Regions from separate parts of the Oryctolagus cuniculus genome. Here region 1 is linked to region 2. The links are chromatin contacts, called in public Hi-C maps. All regions are on one chromosome and are shown on one strand. The core of a region is the stretch at or near the end of the contact, and the rest is flanking DNA. Distances in the headings are between cores, read along the strand shown.

What was found. A called contact is a pair of places that touch in the nucleus more often than the background predicts.
Region 1: a Hi-C map of embryonic fibroblasts shows a contact between it and region 2, with 7 times the contacts expected there. The contact joins the promoter of FOXC1 here to the enhancer-like site in region 2. A contact is called at or near these places in 6 of 6 Hi-C or Micro-C datasets (ear pinna, embryonic fibroblasts, liver and 3 more).

The regions. Positions count from the first base shown.
Region 1 is chr5:168,350,538-168,357,573 of mOryCun1.1, reverse strand. FOXC1 (forkhead box C1) reads left to right here and starts at 2,315. Exons shown (of 1, transcript XM_008274294.4): 1 at 2,315-6,533. The coding sequence starts at 3,030. The coding sequence ends at 4,715.
Region 2 is chr5:167,861,066-167,868,004 of mOryCun1.1, reverse strand. All of the region lies in intron 4 of GMDS (GDP-mannose 4,6-dehydratase), which reads right to left. Among named protein-coding and RNA genes, the nearest start is that of GMDS, 150 kb to the right of the region's middle. Within about 2 kb of position 4,589, at least 3 of the 8 cell types and tissues checked have an H3K27ac peak or open chromatin away from gene starts, as enhancers often do.

The DNA of each region.
Region 1 (7,036 bases), core at 1,066-3,565, 490 kb before region 2:
TTACCGCGGTCGCCGGCGGGGCCTTGGGGTTGCAAGTGGACGGGAAGTCAGAAACGAAGCGCGGGGGTCGCGCGGGGGCTCGTCTGCCAACGGAGTGGAGCGCTGTGCGGGACACGCCGAGCAGCAGAAAAGGGGCATCGAAATCTTTACGGTGAAAATTAAAGCTTTAACCTGTTCTCCCCAAGACACCGTGTCTGCGTCTCCATGTTCAAATACCTCCACCAGCACCGAGAAAATAGGCAAAGTGCTTGAAATACAATCAAACCGTTTACGGGAGGCTGGCTTCCGAGTAGACTTATAAAGCACAAAAGCAAATATCTTTTCCTGGCCCATATCCAGACGCTAGAGCAGTGGAAAGTTGATCTTGTATAACGCTGCACCCCGCCATTTATTTTTCCGCAAAGCCAGATACTAATTTCACAGAGGCAGTTTTTATACCCGCAGCGCAGAGCCGAGAACCCCGCAGCTGTCGAATGCGCAAAGCCCTAACCCTGGGCCGACGCAGGGACGGTGGGCTGCGGGCTGCGGGAGCCGGCGGAGCGCGAGGCCGGGGGAACCCACGCGACCACAATCGCTGCGTTCCTCTGCGCACACGGCTAGCCGTGCAGACGCAGCTTCGAGAGCGAATTCACCAAACGTCTCTGCTCCAAGCCTCGGTCAAGAGGGTCGCTGAGTCCTTCTGGGTGCGGGACTCGGGGGTTGGAAACGGATTCATTTTTTTTCACCTCACCTAAAAGTCCCCAGGAACAGATACTGACTGTCCCTGCTGACCGACCTGGTGTTTCTTTCAACCCACCCCGGGGATTTGGCCTTGCGCACAGCTGGCCGGCCCCAGAGCCCGGAAGCCTAGCAGGCGACAGCCTCCCCATTCGGATCCTCTTGGCAATCCCCCCCCCCGCAAAGCCAGGTCCTCCTCTCCCCCCACGCCCACGAAATGTCCATTTGGGCATGCAATTATTTTTCAAATTGTTCTCTGCCTGTCACACTCGTCCGCGTCTTCACGCCTGACACGTGAAGTCGCAATTAGAATTCTCTCGCCAAAGTGAGGGAGCCAAAAGGAGCCCATGACAGGACGGCCTGTACTTGGGTTAAGGATGGCGAAGCCAGGGGGGCATTAGTGTTCCACGCTTGGCGCGCACGCAGCGGCCCCTTCCCGGCGCTGCGAACGAAGGGCCTCGCGTTCGGTCGGAGTCGCTGGGGGCAGAGGGAGGCCCAGCCCTCCTCCTGCTGTTTCTCTCTTCGCTTGCTTTCTTTCCAGCCCGGTCCAGACACCCAGAGATTGCAAGTAGGCCAAAAGAGTGGGGGGCCTTCCGCGTGGCTTCTCCCACAATCTCTGGGCCACCCCGCAGGTGTGATCGTGACCACGGCCCCCACACGTACCCGTTATCTCTGGAAGCCCGCAGCTCGCGCGTGCGGACAGAGTGTGGCCTTGGAGAAGCGCTCAGCTCTTGGACCTACTGGTTTGCTTTTTGTCATCAGACCTGCTAATGTCACACAGCCCGCCGCAGCCTGACCCCTCCTCTGAGCCGAAACGTGGCCGGCGGACAAGAGGGGGCGGTGCGTGGCGAGCGGGTAGAACCCCTCACCTAGGAGCCCGCGAGCGTGCAGAGAGGGCGCGGGGCTCCAGCAGCCTGCGCTGCCCGCACCCACGGGAGGCCAAGAGCCACCGCGAGCCCCAGAGCGGGGCGGGCCCAGCCGACCGGGGCGAAGCACCTTCCGGAGCTCCCAGAAGGGCACTGGACCCCCTACCCTTATTTCGGCCGGAGAAGTGTCCAGGCAGGGGCGAGGCGAGGCGAGAGCAGCTCCCCACCCCCACCCCACCCCCGGAAACAAGCAGGGCTGTGGGGCCGAGCGCTCCGAATCAGGCCCTTTGTGCCTGGCTCCAGGTAGGGCAAAAGCGGAGACGTCCGTGAACCGAGAGAGACTGGAGGCCGGGTGGGGGCGGGGGCAGGAAGGAGAGGACGGGACGCGCGCAGTGGACGCCGAGAGGCCCGGGGTACCCCGGCGCCGGGCGGAGACGCCAGAGAGCTGGCGCGAGGCGGGCGCGGGGTCTCAGCCCGCAGCGACGAAGCGAGGAAGGGTCTGCGGGGGGTCCAGGAGGACCCAGGAAGTTTGCGCCAACAATGGGCGTCCGGAGGAAGGCCGGGGCTGAGGGGCGGCGCGGGGCGCCGGCGGCGGGCGGGCTGGCGCGCAGGCGGGCTGGCGGGCGCGGGGAGCGCACCGGCTACGGCTCGGGCAGGGGCGCGCGGGCAGGGGCGCGGGCGCGGGGCCCGGGCGGCCGGCGCGCGTGTGGTCAGCCCCGCGGTCCTCCGGCCGCGGGGCGCGGGCCGGTGGGGCTCGGCCTCCAGCTCATTCAGAGGCGGTTCTCGCCCTGCCATTGGCTGTGGCCGCCGTAGCGGGGCGGGGCTCCGCTGCCCGGAAAAAAAAAATGTAACTGCGTAAAAAAGTCCTGGGCTGGGTGACGGATGCTCAAAAGTTCAGAAGTTTTTCCCAATGCTTCCTTAAGCGGCCGGCGCGCGAGAGACTGCAAAGAGGTGACGCGGGGCCCGGGCAGGCGGCCGGCGCGCGGCCCCCCACCCCCCGCCCGCCGCCCCTGGTTATTTGGCCGCCTTCGCCGGCAGCTCGGGACAGAGTCTCTCCTGGAAGGCGCAGGCAGGCTGGCGAGGAGGGCGCCTTCTCGCCGCTGATTCTCGGCTCTCCTCTCCCCCCGCCGGCTCGCGCCTGGAAGTGGCTCCGCGAGTTCCTCCGAGGCGGCTGACCGCGTCCTCGTCCGGCCATCTCCACTTGCAGCGAGCCCTCCCCGGCGACCGGCGCGGGTGCCGAGGTGTCCGGCGGCGCCCGAGGAGCCCCCAGCAAGCGCGGGGAGAGGCCGCGGGGCCTCGGGCGGGCGGCCGCGCCGGACGCAGCGCGGCGGCGGGGCCCGGACTCGCACTCGGCGGCCGGCGCGGCGCGGCCCGGCCCGAGCGGGGGTGGGGGGCGGCGCGCGGCGGCGGCGGCGGCGGCGGCGACAGCAGCGGCCAGCGGGGGCCATGCAGGCGCGCTACTCCGTGTCCAGCCCCAACTCCCTGGGAGTGGTGCCCTACCTCGGCGGCGAGCAGAGCTACTACCGCGCGGCGGCCGCGGCGGCCGGGGGCGGCTACACCGCCATGCCGGCCCCCATGAGCGTGTACTCGCACCCGGCGCACGCCGAGCAGTACCCGGGCGGCATGGCGCGCGCCTACGGGCCCTACACACCGCAGCCGCAGCCCAAGGACATGGTGAAGCCGCCCTACAGCTACATCGCGCTCATCACCATGGCCATCCAGAACGCGCCGGACAAGAAGATCACCCTCAACGGCATCTACCAGTTCATCATGGACCGCTTCCCCTTCTACCGGGACAACAAGCAGGGCTGGCAGAACAGCATCCGCCACAACCTCTCGCTCAACGAGTGCTTCGTCAAGGTGCCGCGCGACGACAAGAAGCCGGGCAAGGGCAGCTACTGGACGCTGGACCCGGACTCGTACAACATGTTCGAGAACGGCAGCTTCCTGCGGCGGCGGCGGCGCTTCAAGAAAAAGGACGCGGTGAAAGACAAGGAGGAGAAGGACCGGCTGCACCTCAAGGAGCCGCCGCCGCCGCCGGGCCGCCAGCCCGCGCCCGCGCCCGCGCCGCCGGAGCAGACGGAGGGCGCCGCGCCCGGCCCGCAGCCGCCGCCCGTGCGCATCCAGGACATCAAGACGGAGAACGGTACGTGCCCCTCGCCGCCCCAGCCCCTGTCCCCGGCCGCCGCCGCCGCCGCGGTGCCCAAAATCGAGAGCCCCGACAGCAGCAGTAGCTCCCTGTCGAGCGGGAGCAGCCCGCCGGGCAGCCTGGCGGCGGCGCGGCCGCTGAGCCTCGACGGTGCCGAGCCCGCGCCGCCGCCCGCGCCGCCCGCGCCCCCCGCGCCCCCCGCGCCGCCGCCGCACCACAGCCAGGGCTTCAGCGTGGACAACATCATGACGTCGCTGCGGGGGTCGCCGCAGGGCGCGGCCGGCGAGCTGGGCCCTGGCCTGCTGGCCTCGGCGGCGGCCGCGTCGTCGCGCGCGGGCATCGCACCCCCGCTGGCGCTCGGCGCCTACTCGCCGGGCCAGAGCTCCCTCTACAGCTCCCCCTGCAGCCAGAGCTCCGGCGCGGGCGGCGCGGGCGCGGGCGGCGGCGGTGCGGGCGGCGGCGGCGGCGGCGCGGGGGGCGCGGGCGGCGGCGGCGGCGCGGGCGGCGCGGGGACCTACCACTGCAACCTGCAGGCCATGAGCCTGTACGCGGCCGGCGAGCGCGGCGGCCACCTGCAGGGCGCGCCCGGGGGCGCGGGCGGCTCGGCCGTGGAGGACCCCCTGCCCGACTACTCTCTGCCTCCGGTCACCAGCAGCAGCTCGGCGTCCCTGAGCCACGGCGGGGGCGGCCAAGAGGCCGGCCACCACGCCGCGGCCCACCAGGGCCGCCTGCCCTCGTGGTACCTGAACCAGGCGGGCGGAGACCTGGGCCACCTGGCGAGCGCCGCGGCGGCGGCGGCGGCCGCGGGCTACCCGGGCCAGCAGCAGAACTTTCACTCGGTGCGGGAGATGTTCGAGTCGCAGCGGCTCGGCCTGAACAACTCGCCCGTGAACGGGAACAGTAGCTGTCAGATGGCCTTCCCCTCCGGCCAGTCGCTGTACCGCACGTCCGGGGCGTTCGTCTACGACTGCAGCAAGTTCTGACGCCCGCCCGGCTCTCCCGCACCTCGGGGGCGAACCCCGAAGCAGTCACGGCCCCAAAGAACCCGTCAATGCAAAATCGAAACTAAAAAAAAATAAAATAAAATAAAAATAATGCAATTCCTAAAACTTGAGAAATCGTCACCGTACCGGCTTCAGTCCTTCCAGAAGTTCCACTCACCAGCTCCGAGAAAAAAAAAAAAAAAAACTGTTTTCTTAAGCGAGTAATTGAGAGCCACCTCCTCCACTGTGCCTTGTCTAAGTAAGCCAGAGCGTGCGCCGTGCTGTAGCGAGGCCACGGACAGTGTCCCTGCACGTCGCACGTAAGTCCCTCCTCGCTCTCCTCCTCTCCCTCTCGCTCCCTCTCGGGCCGCCTGCCCTTCTCACCTGTAAGATAGCCATTTTTTACCCTCTGTCGAGAGGAGGGCGAGAGTCCCGGTAGAGCAGAATCGCTTGCTTTTTATTCAAGGACTTGTTTTAAAATGTAAATTGCAACATAGTAATTTATTTTTAATTTGTAGTTGGATGTCGTGGACCAAACGCCACAAAGTGTTTCCAAAACCTGACGTGAAAGTGCCTGAAACCTGAAATTGTGCCTTTATTCTCATTATATAAAAAAGGGAAACTGTATTAATCTTATTCTATCATCTTTTCTTTTTTTGTTGAACATATTCATCCTTGTTTGTTTATTAATAAATTGCCATTCAGTTCGAATGAGACCTATATGTCTGGATACTTTAATATAGCTTTAATTATTACAAAAATATTAAGCAGAGACTACACTAGAAGTTACCTATTCTCCACCTAAATCTCTGGAGAAGGGAAAAAATGCAGAAACCCTCTGACTAGTCCAAGTCAAATTTCACGGAAGTCTTTTTGTTTAGTTTTTTTTTTTTTCTTTCTGCAGCATCTTCTGCAAATGTATTGTATAGTCAGCTTGCCTTTTTTTATTTTTATTTTTTTGTGGCTAGTGAAACGATAATTTCCTAAACAGATCTGAGCTGGCATATAAACAAATACAGTGATGACAGAACATGATGCGGGAAGCTCCAGCCGCTGGATCAGCAGCAGCCTTTGCCACAGTGACGCCCGTGCGTGGCGAGATGCAGGTGTGCCTCCAGCCACGCACACACAAGGATGTTTGGCCCGTATGTCCCACGTACAATTGCCATGCATAGTCCGCAGCCTCGGGAGCCGAGTGCCCAGTAGATGTCTTTTATTCCTATTAATTTCAGTCTGTTGTAAGAGGCAAAACCGAGTTTTAAAATGTATGTATATAAGCCATCCACTTTTATAATCCTTCATGTACTGCATAGAAGGATTGTTTTTTTTTTTTTAAAGAAAAAAAAAGACATACTGTGGGTTGCAAAGGGATATTTAATCTCTGGGAAACTATTTTAGAAGCTATGTTCATAGAACAATTTTTTTTTTTAAGATGGAAAGCAGTAACAAGGAAGGAGAGCACAGCGTTTCAGTCTAGGGTGGTTTATTTTTCTCGAACCAATTTTTCTTGTTAATTTACAGTTAAACCTAGGGGGCAATCCGGATTGGCCCTCCCCCCCCCCCCGCCTTTTGTAAATAACCCAGGAAATGTAATAAATTCATTATCTGAGGGTGATCTGCCCTGTCAATCAGACTTGGGGAGATGGCGATTTGATTAGCGCCGTCCCGGGCCTTTCCGTTTGTTTCCCAGATAATACACTTTCCTATCTGCCGCTCCTATCTGGAGGCAACACTTAGGCAGTAATTGCTGTCGCTTGTCAAAATCTGATCATTGTTAAAGGATTGCTGCAAATAAACACGCTCTAATTTCAGTCAAAACCTGCGTTCCGTGGCCTCTGATTCGCTCGGCCCCCTCCCCCAGAGTCGGCACCCAGCAGCCGGGGAAGACGGCGGCGGCGCGGGCGCCTCGCGGGGCCCGCGGCGGGGCTCGGCCTCGCCGTGCGCTCCGTCAGGGCCGCAGGCCTAGGGCTGTCCGGGGCAGCCCCGCGTGCAGGTAAAGACGCCGTGGGCACGCGTCGTGGGGTCGGCGCTTTGCTGCACTAGAGGGAGCCGGCCAGGCGCAGCGGCGCGCGCGGACAAAGGGTCTCGGCGGCCCGCGGAGCCGGGCCGTCCTGGGCCTCTCCTCCCCGCCCCCGGAAGGTCGGCGGCGGCAGGTGGGCCACGAGCCCGTGCCCGAGGCCTGGAGGCCCCGGCGGCCGGAGACGGGACCGTTCTCGACTTGTCCGGGGGCCAGGGCTGGGGTGGCGAGCGGAGCCCCGCGGCTCGGACCAGACTTTCCCAGCTGGGGCGGCTCTCCAGGGCCGCGGGCCCTGCGAGGCGCG
Region 2 (6,939 bases), core at 3,340-5,839:
CATTAGACAAGATACATAATTTATATAGAAAAGTATAATACCACTTCAAAACAACACAGAATCATAGAACATTAGGGTTGAAAAGATTTAAGAGAGTATATACTGCAACATTACCCCACTTTCCAAAGTCTCGCACCCATTTTATACATGAGGAGACTGAGGCCTGAGAGGTTATGCCCTTTGTTCACAAATTTTGTTTTGCATCATTATAAAATCTCTGACAAATTTAACTCCTTATATTTCTCATCATAAAGAAAAAATGCACCATGCTAGTATTCAGTAAGTTCTACATTTCAATATAATGGTCACAAGATGTAAGTAAATGAGGCTTAGATCAGAGTACTTATACAATTAAACTGGGTTAAATAAATGTGTATACATTATCAATGTAGTGAAATCCTTAGTTCAAGTGTCGAACTTTTAGTTATTTTTTGGATTTATTACATACTCCTTGGAGATAAACAGCTCGTGAATTTTAAGAAGTCAGCCACACTATGTTCTTCTAATGTCCTAAAATATTATAGCAATTGACATTATCATCACTATACTGATATTTCATTAAGATATCTACATATGAAACGTTATTTTATTTAACTTTATGAGGCTCTGTTTGTAAAGGTCCAAAGTCATGATGCAATTAAAATAAACTACAGAATATTCACTGAGGGATTTGACATGTGGCAGCAAATAAATGTCTTTCATTTAAATGTGACTAATACAGATGACAATAACAAAATCTCTATCACTGTGAAATCAAGATGCCATATATAACATTTGATCATAGAGCTAATATTAAAAACTCAAACACGTGACAGGAGACTACACAAATGTCATGTGTTAACATCTGGAATGAAGATTCCTACAGTGGGGGAGTACAATGTCCCTGAGAAGTAAAGACAAGCATCAAATCCCAGCACATTAGAGTTGCTGTTCCACACACAGAAATGCAACTCTCATCCAGGGAACTGATCTCACTAAAAGCTTACAACTGCACTGGTATTTTCTGTAAGAATGCAAGAAAATGAGTAAGATACGTCAAAACTTTGGCAACTTCTATTTTTAATACAAAAAATACAATTAACCTGTAGTATTTCTATTAAGTATTTCATAAATATATGAGCTGACATTGAGATTTCTTTTTTAAAGAAGGGATGGTATTTAAGTGTTAGAATTTTACTAGGAAGTTCTTACTGAAAGCATTAATTAGTATGAATTTATGCTATATTATTAAAAGAATGAATTTTTACTGGTTTATGATTAAAACTCTCTCACTAGGATATTTTTGTTGTCAGGTAAAACATATCTTTTACCAAACAAATGTATCTATAAATTATTTCAGAATTAGCATGGAAGAATACATTCAAAAAATAAAAACCAACCCAAAAAAAAAAGAAAGAAAAAAATTCAGTGAGCTTGTGAAAAGAAAATCTAAAAAAAAAAAAAAAAAGACAACTAATGTCACACTTTGGAGACTGTAACTATTTTATGGATTAGCCTCTGAATCCTGTGCCAACAAGGTTGCACCACCAAGACTCCTCATCAGAAAAGATGCTTCAACTTGATAACTACAATCATTGGTAAGAAACTGAGAGAGAAAAGAGGCAGGAAGAGAGGCAGAGAGCAAGCGAGCATGCACAAGCAAAAGACATGGAAGAATTTCCTGCGAGATGGGAGGGCACATCAAATCTATGTGAAATCACTGCTCAAGGAGAGCAAACACTGGCTATTCATTCATGCAGTTCAGAATCCAATCCTGAAATTAAGATGTATCCTGTTTAAAAAAATAGCCTTGGGGGCACTGATAGTAATTTTTCCACGGAGCATTAGTACTTCATGGAAAACAATGGCTGTAAGAGAAAATATACTTTATGATCACAGTCTCCCTCATCTATCAACTTAAATATTTTAAAATGTTTATATATTTTCAAATTTCAAATTCCAAATTTCAGATTTAAGATAAAAACAAACAGAAACTGGGCATAATAAGAAAGAAAAGGCAAGAATTATAAGTACAAGTATTTTGATAGTATAATTCCAAACAATACAGCACATACTTTTATTGATCAAATGAATTCTACTTAATTATTACAAGAAACTTAAAATTACTGAGAAAAATAAATAGGCAAATATTACTTAAGTAAGCTATTATAGCAGAAAAAATTTAAAGTCTAAGATTTTGTAAGATTTGGTTATGTAAAGAAATGTACAATCACCATATTTAAAATTGGTTATAAGATGTTAATCAACTATCAGTGTCCTCCAAAACTCACACAAAATATTTTTCTAATTTGAAAAGAGCATCAAAATTGTTTATAAAATGTATCCTTTTTAAAAGTCCATTTTAAAGATTATAAACAAATTGAAACACTATAGTAATCATTCAGTATTAAATTACTTATTCAGAATAGTTACAAAGTACTCTCAAAGATAATCAGTGTGCCAGTGATAAAATCAAAAAAATCAATATATTGACTTTTTTTACGTTTTAAAACAATGTTCTTCTGTCAGTAAGCAACAGAAATCACTTAGATTTGCCTACTTGGAGACATGATTCTTTTGAAATCAAGCAGTTGGAGGAAGTGGTGTTGCAATACTGTCCTTTTCATGAAAACTCTGGCAACGGAAAAGTCACATAAATAACCTGCTTGATACTGTCCCATTAAGAAAAGCACAGTGTCTGCAACTAACTGCCAAAGAGGGGCTGAAAGTGGAGAAGTATGCAGAACCCACAAAGCATACCATATTCTGGCTAAAAGTTGTTTTCAAACAGCAAAGGCTGATCTGAAGCCCCTTAAACAAACATATGTGATATTTCACTAAAGACTTGCAGAGAAATCTGCATAGGCATAGTTGTGACTAACTTGAACATTTCATACTTGGCTTCCAGAGACGTATGATGGTGTAAATTTACCTCATAAAATTCCATCCAATTAATTAGATCAAAACCTTGCAAAATTATAAAAGAATTACACATTTAGAAATCAAGTTTTGCTGAGTTCTTGTGTCCACACAGCCCATGCTACTAAAAAAGTTAGGGCAACACAGACCTATCTGTGCATTCAAATGGAAGTTAACACAACAGATTAACACAGAAAAACTATACATATATGTGCACAAATATTTTTTCCTCCTGATATATGTCGCAGCAGAGCCATTCAGTCATTAATAAGTAACAGGCGGCTGCCAGAATGTTTTACGCTCCATTAAAGCAACATTGAGGCCCATTACAGTACACAGCAAATGATGCTGGAAACCACCTTCCACCCTTCAAACCACAGTCCCTTCTAACCTCATTTGGTGGAAGCAGCTTGGGGGTGAACGGCAATATACTCTCAAGTAAGCCTTTATTAAGTATGAGAAATAAATTATATTAAGTGTTATTTTTTGAACTCAGAAATGAGGGAAGGGGTTGTTAAGATATCAGATTTACTAAGAAAATAATTATGTGAGAAATAAGTTGCTGTCATAAGAGAGACTTGCCAGATACTGCATTTAAGCAAGTTGTTCTACACACCTTTAGAATCAAGTTCGTGACACAGAGATTAGTCTGTGGTACTAACTCGCCTGAGAGTAGATCAGAAAAAACATAAAGGGGAGGGGAAATGTTTTCCTGAACAACATTCGCGTGACTTGAGTGGCATTAGGAAGCCCTGATGATGTTTGTAAGTGTGAGACACCGAGGTGATTCGATTGTTCAGGACACGCTACAAATCGCTTTTTTACAACCCACTTCCATTCCTCAGATTCTAATAACTTGGATTCCACTTCATTAGATCCTCATGTCTGAGATTTCACCAACTGCAATTCTCTGAAACTTGAAAATTACCCTGAAAATTTGTGAGAAGCCACAGAAAGGTCTTCAGAAACAGACACATATTAAATATTAATTATAATGATGGCTGTCATCTTTTATGGTAATTATGTCATTATTTAGGAATGCTAATTAAGACATAAAGTGACTCGCTAATTGCAAACGCATTCTGAAGAAATACATTTGTACTTGTGCATTTAACAGCAAATCCAGCCCAGGGACTGGGCCATAATAGACTGCAGTTCTATTTTCTAAAATGCTGACATTTGAGCAAATGTTCCCATGGAATGTTTGCCTGATTCGTGGACTGACATTTCCTCTTTGTAACTTGCTTAACTAAAAAGGAGACATGCAGGCCAAATGCTACAGTACCCACAGGCAGCAGGCCATTACTTGCCGCTGCAACTTGTGTATGGTTTCTCTTTTACCTCCCTCTTGCCCTGCCGCCCTCAGCCCTTCGCTGTCTCTTTATTTTGACATGCATATTATCTTAGCTGATTTCAATCATCTTTTAGGAGTGGGTGACATACCTTAAAAGATTAAGCTTTCCCACCTGGGATTTGTCCAGAAATTCAGTGTATTCTAGCGTCTCATGCCTTCTTCCTCCTCCTACACTCTCATGTTATCAATAGTAGCTTTCTTTCTTATTTTATGCTTAACTACACGACACAGGCAGCTCCACTGATGGAAGTCAGTTCGCGTTGTCACTCATCTTTCACTGTAACTACAAGACCGATCTCCTGTGTCCGTAACACTCTGCTGCCATCTATGTGTGCAAAAGAGCACAACACGCTCCCAGGCCCCAGAGGCTTCCCCTGGGTCCCAGGGACAGTTCTGGCTGTCATCTAGGCAGAGAGGCCGCGGCTGCGGGGAAGTGGCTCTTCCCCGGAGTGCAGGGGCCTATCAGGAGTTCCCACTTCCTTCTCTGTGAGCAACTTTGCTAACCTGAAGACCACCACTACTGTTGACTCATTATTGTACTCGAAATGGTGATTTTGATGGAGTTACCACAGCAAAGGAAAAGTAACAAGAAAAGCTAAAATATTAAGTCATTCAAGCAAACAATTTTTGCAAAACTGTAATCTAACTATCTGGGCCAAATAATAGGACAAAACAGCAGTAAGCCAAAACACTGTCATAATATTTAACATAGAGTAAACAGATAAAAATATTATCTACTCATATTACTTAAACATCAAAAATCGTGATATAATAATCAACGAACGTCTGTCAAACTCCCAAACACTTCTTCCCTGGGAAAGATGGAGCAATCCATCAGACCAAGCTCAGGAGTCTCCTGGCCTCCTGGTGGCACTGGCCGCGCTGGCTCCGAACTGTCCTGACAAATGTCAGTGTCAAGAAAACAAACTGAAAACCATTCCAGGGTGAGCCACGGGGCAACGTTAAAACAAACCCAGGAATTCTGTTCTCTCCGCCACCCCACGACTAATCCACAGCACTAGCGATGTGGCAACAGTTCTGAAGAATGTCCCATAAAACTTCATTGTGTCAATATCACTAACTTCTAAAAGACTTTTCACTTAAAAAACATTGGTAGCAAGAAAATGTATGGGGACGGGAGCAGAGAGGAGACTCGGAAAAAGGCCTTACCCGGATACACCAAACAAAACAAGAAGCTCAAACTTTGCCTCCCTCCGCCAGTCAGCCATTTACAGCTGCATCACAGCACCCAACACAAAGTTCTCCATCACCAGCGCTACAAGCATACACAAGCTGAGCTCATCTTTCAAAATGCAAGACTTTCTAAGGCATTCTCAGTCTGTTACTCTCAGGATGATCTTCGTCAACATAGTGTAAAGTGCCAAACCAAGCCTTGAAGCATAACTTCTTGTAAATAAATTCAAATTCATTGTGAATTTTTTTAATTAACCACCCTAAACTCTATATATATATAATGTAACTGTCTTAAAAAGAGTAACAATGAATCCTACTTATCTTAGATGTTAGACATATTTACAAAAAACAAATCTGATACATTAAAACAATTTTCTTATAATTTATTTCTTGCTAGCACTGGTAAGGTATCCAATTAATGATTTACAGTAAGAATTAATAGAAAAGAGTCTTCTTAAGCATTAAATTTCTCTGGACTAGAAAGGATTTAATTTCCTTAACCATAACAACTCTAAGGAGCCAACTTTAACAAAATAAATTTTATAAATTCTATTTGCCCTAAAAGGATAAAGATTGCACTCAACACCAAGTTGTTAGATCTTTTAAAAAGAGAAATTATGAAAGTTTAATTTCTTAAATTTACATACAGCTGGAGATGATGGAAATACATCTAACTACACTTTGAAACAAGGTATTATTTATATCTGCATATTAATTTATGCAAATCACATATTCTAAAAGAGGAAATCCTAAAAACCATTTTCATTCATCATTAAAAGCATAAACAAAAAGCCTCACATATAGTACATTTATTGACTTACTAACTGTTCACCATTTGTGTTTATAAATGCACTAAAACCTCAAACTGTTTGCATAAACTGGAACTTCATACCTAGAAAATAATTGTTGTAATACTAATTAATACTACTTTAGATTTTATATAATAAACAAGCTACTATTGTGAGTAAATTAAGAGTGCAAAATCCAACAAACATACCTTTGTGTGGTCCACCAATTATAAGCAAAATTCCAAACATTATTAGCTGTTATCAAAATTACAATACCACCTAGATCTAATAAAACAGAACACTCTGTCTGAACAGGGAGAGGAGAACTTTCATAGAGTGTTCTCTCTCACATAAATACTTAATGGACTATAAAGGACTTTTTAGGTGGTTTAGATTTGAATTCAATTGCTCAAATCTGAAACAGGCTCCAAGGAAGAATTTGCGCCAGATGACACACAGGGACCCACCAACAAAGCACACTCCCACCCACCTTCATGCATAGAAGATGCAAACATGCTAACTTCTTCCCAAGAACCGTGGGAACCAGCGAGCTGTACTTTTATTAGTTTACACCAGTGAAGTTTACACTCTGTAGATAGGAATATTAAATTATAAAATGGAAAAAGTTTTATGATGCAGTTTTGCCCTTAAACTACAGTGGTAACCAACTGTATTAAATATTATGGGCTGTCCCTGCACAGGGGA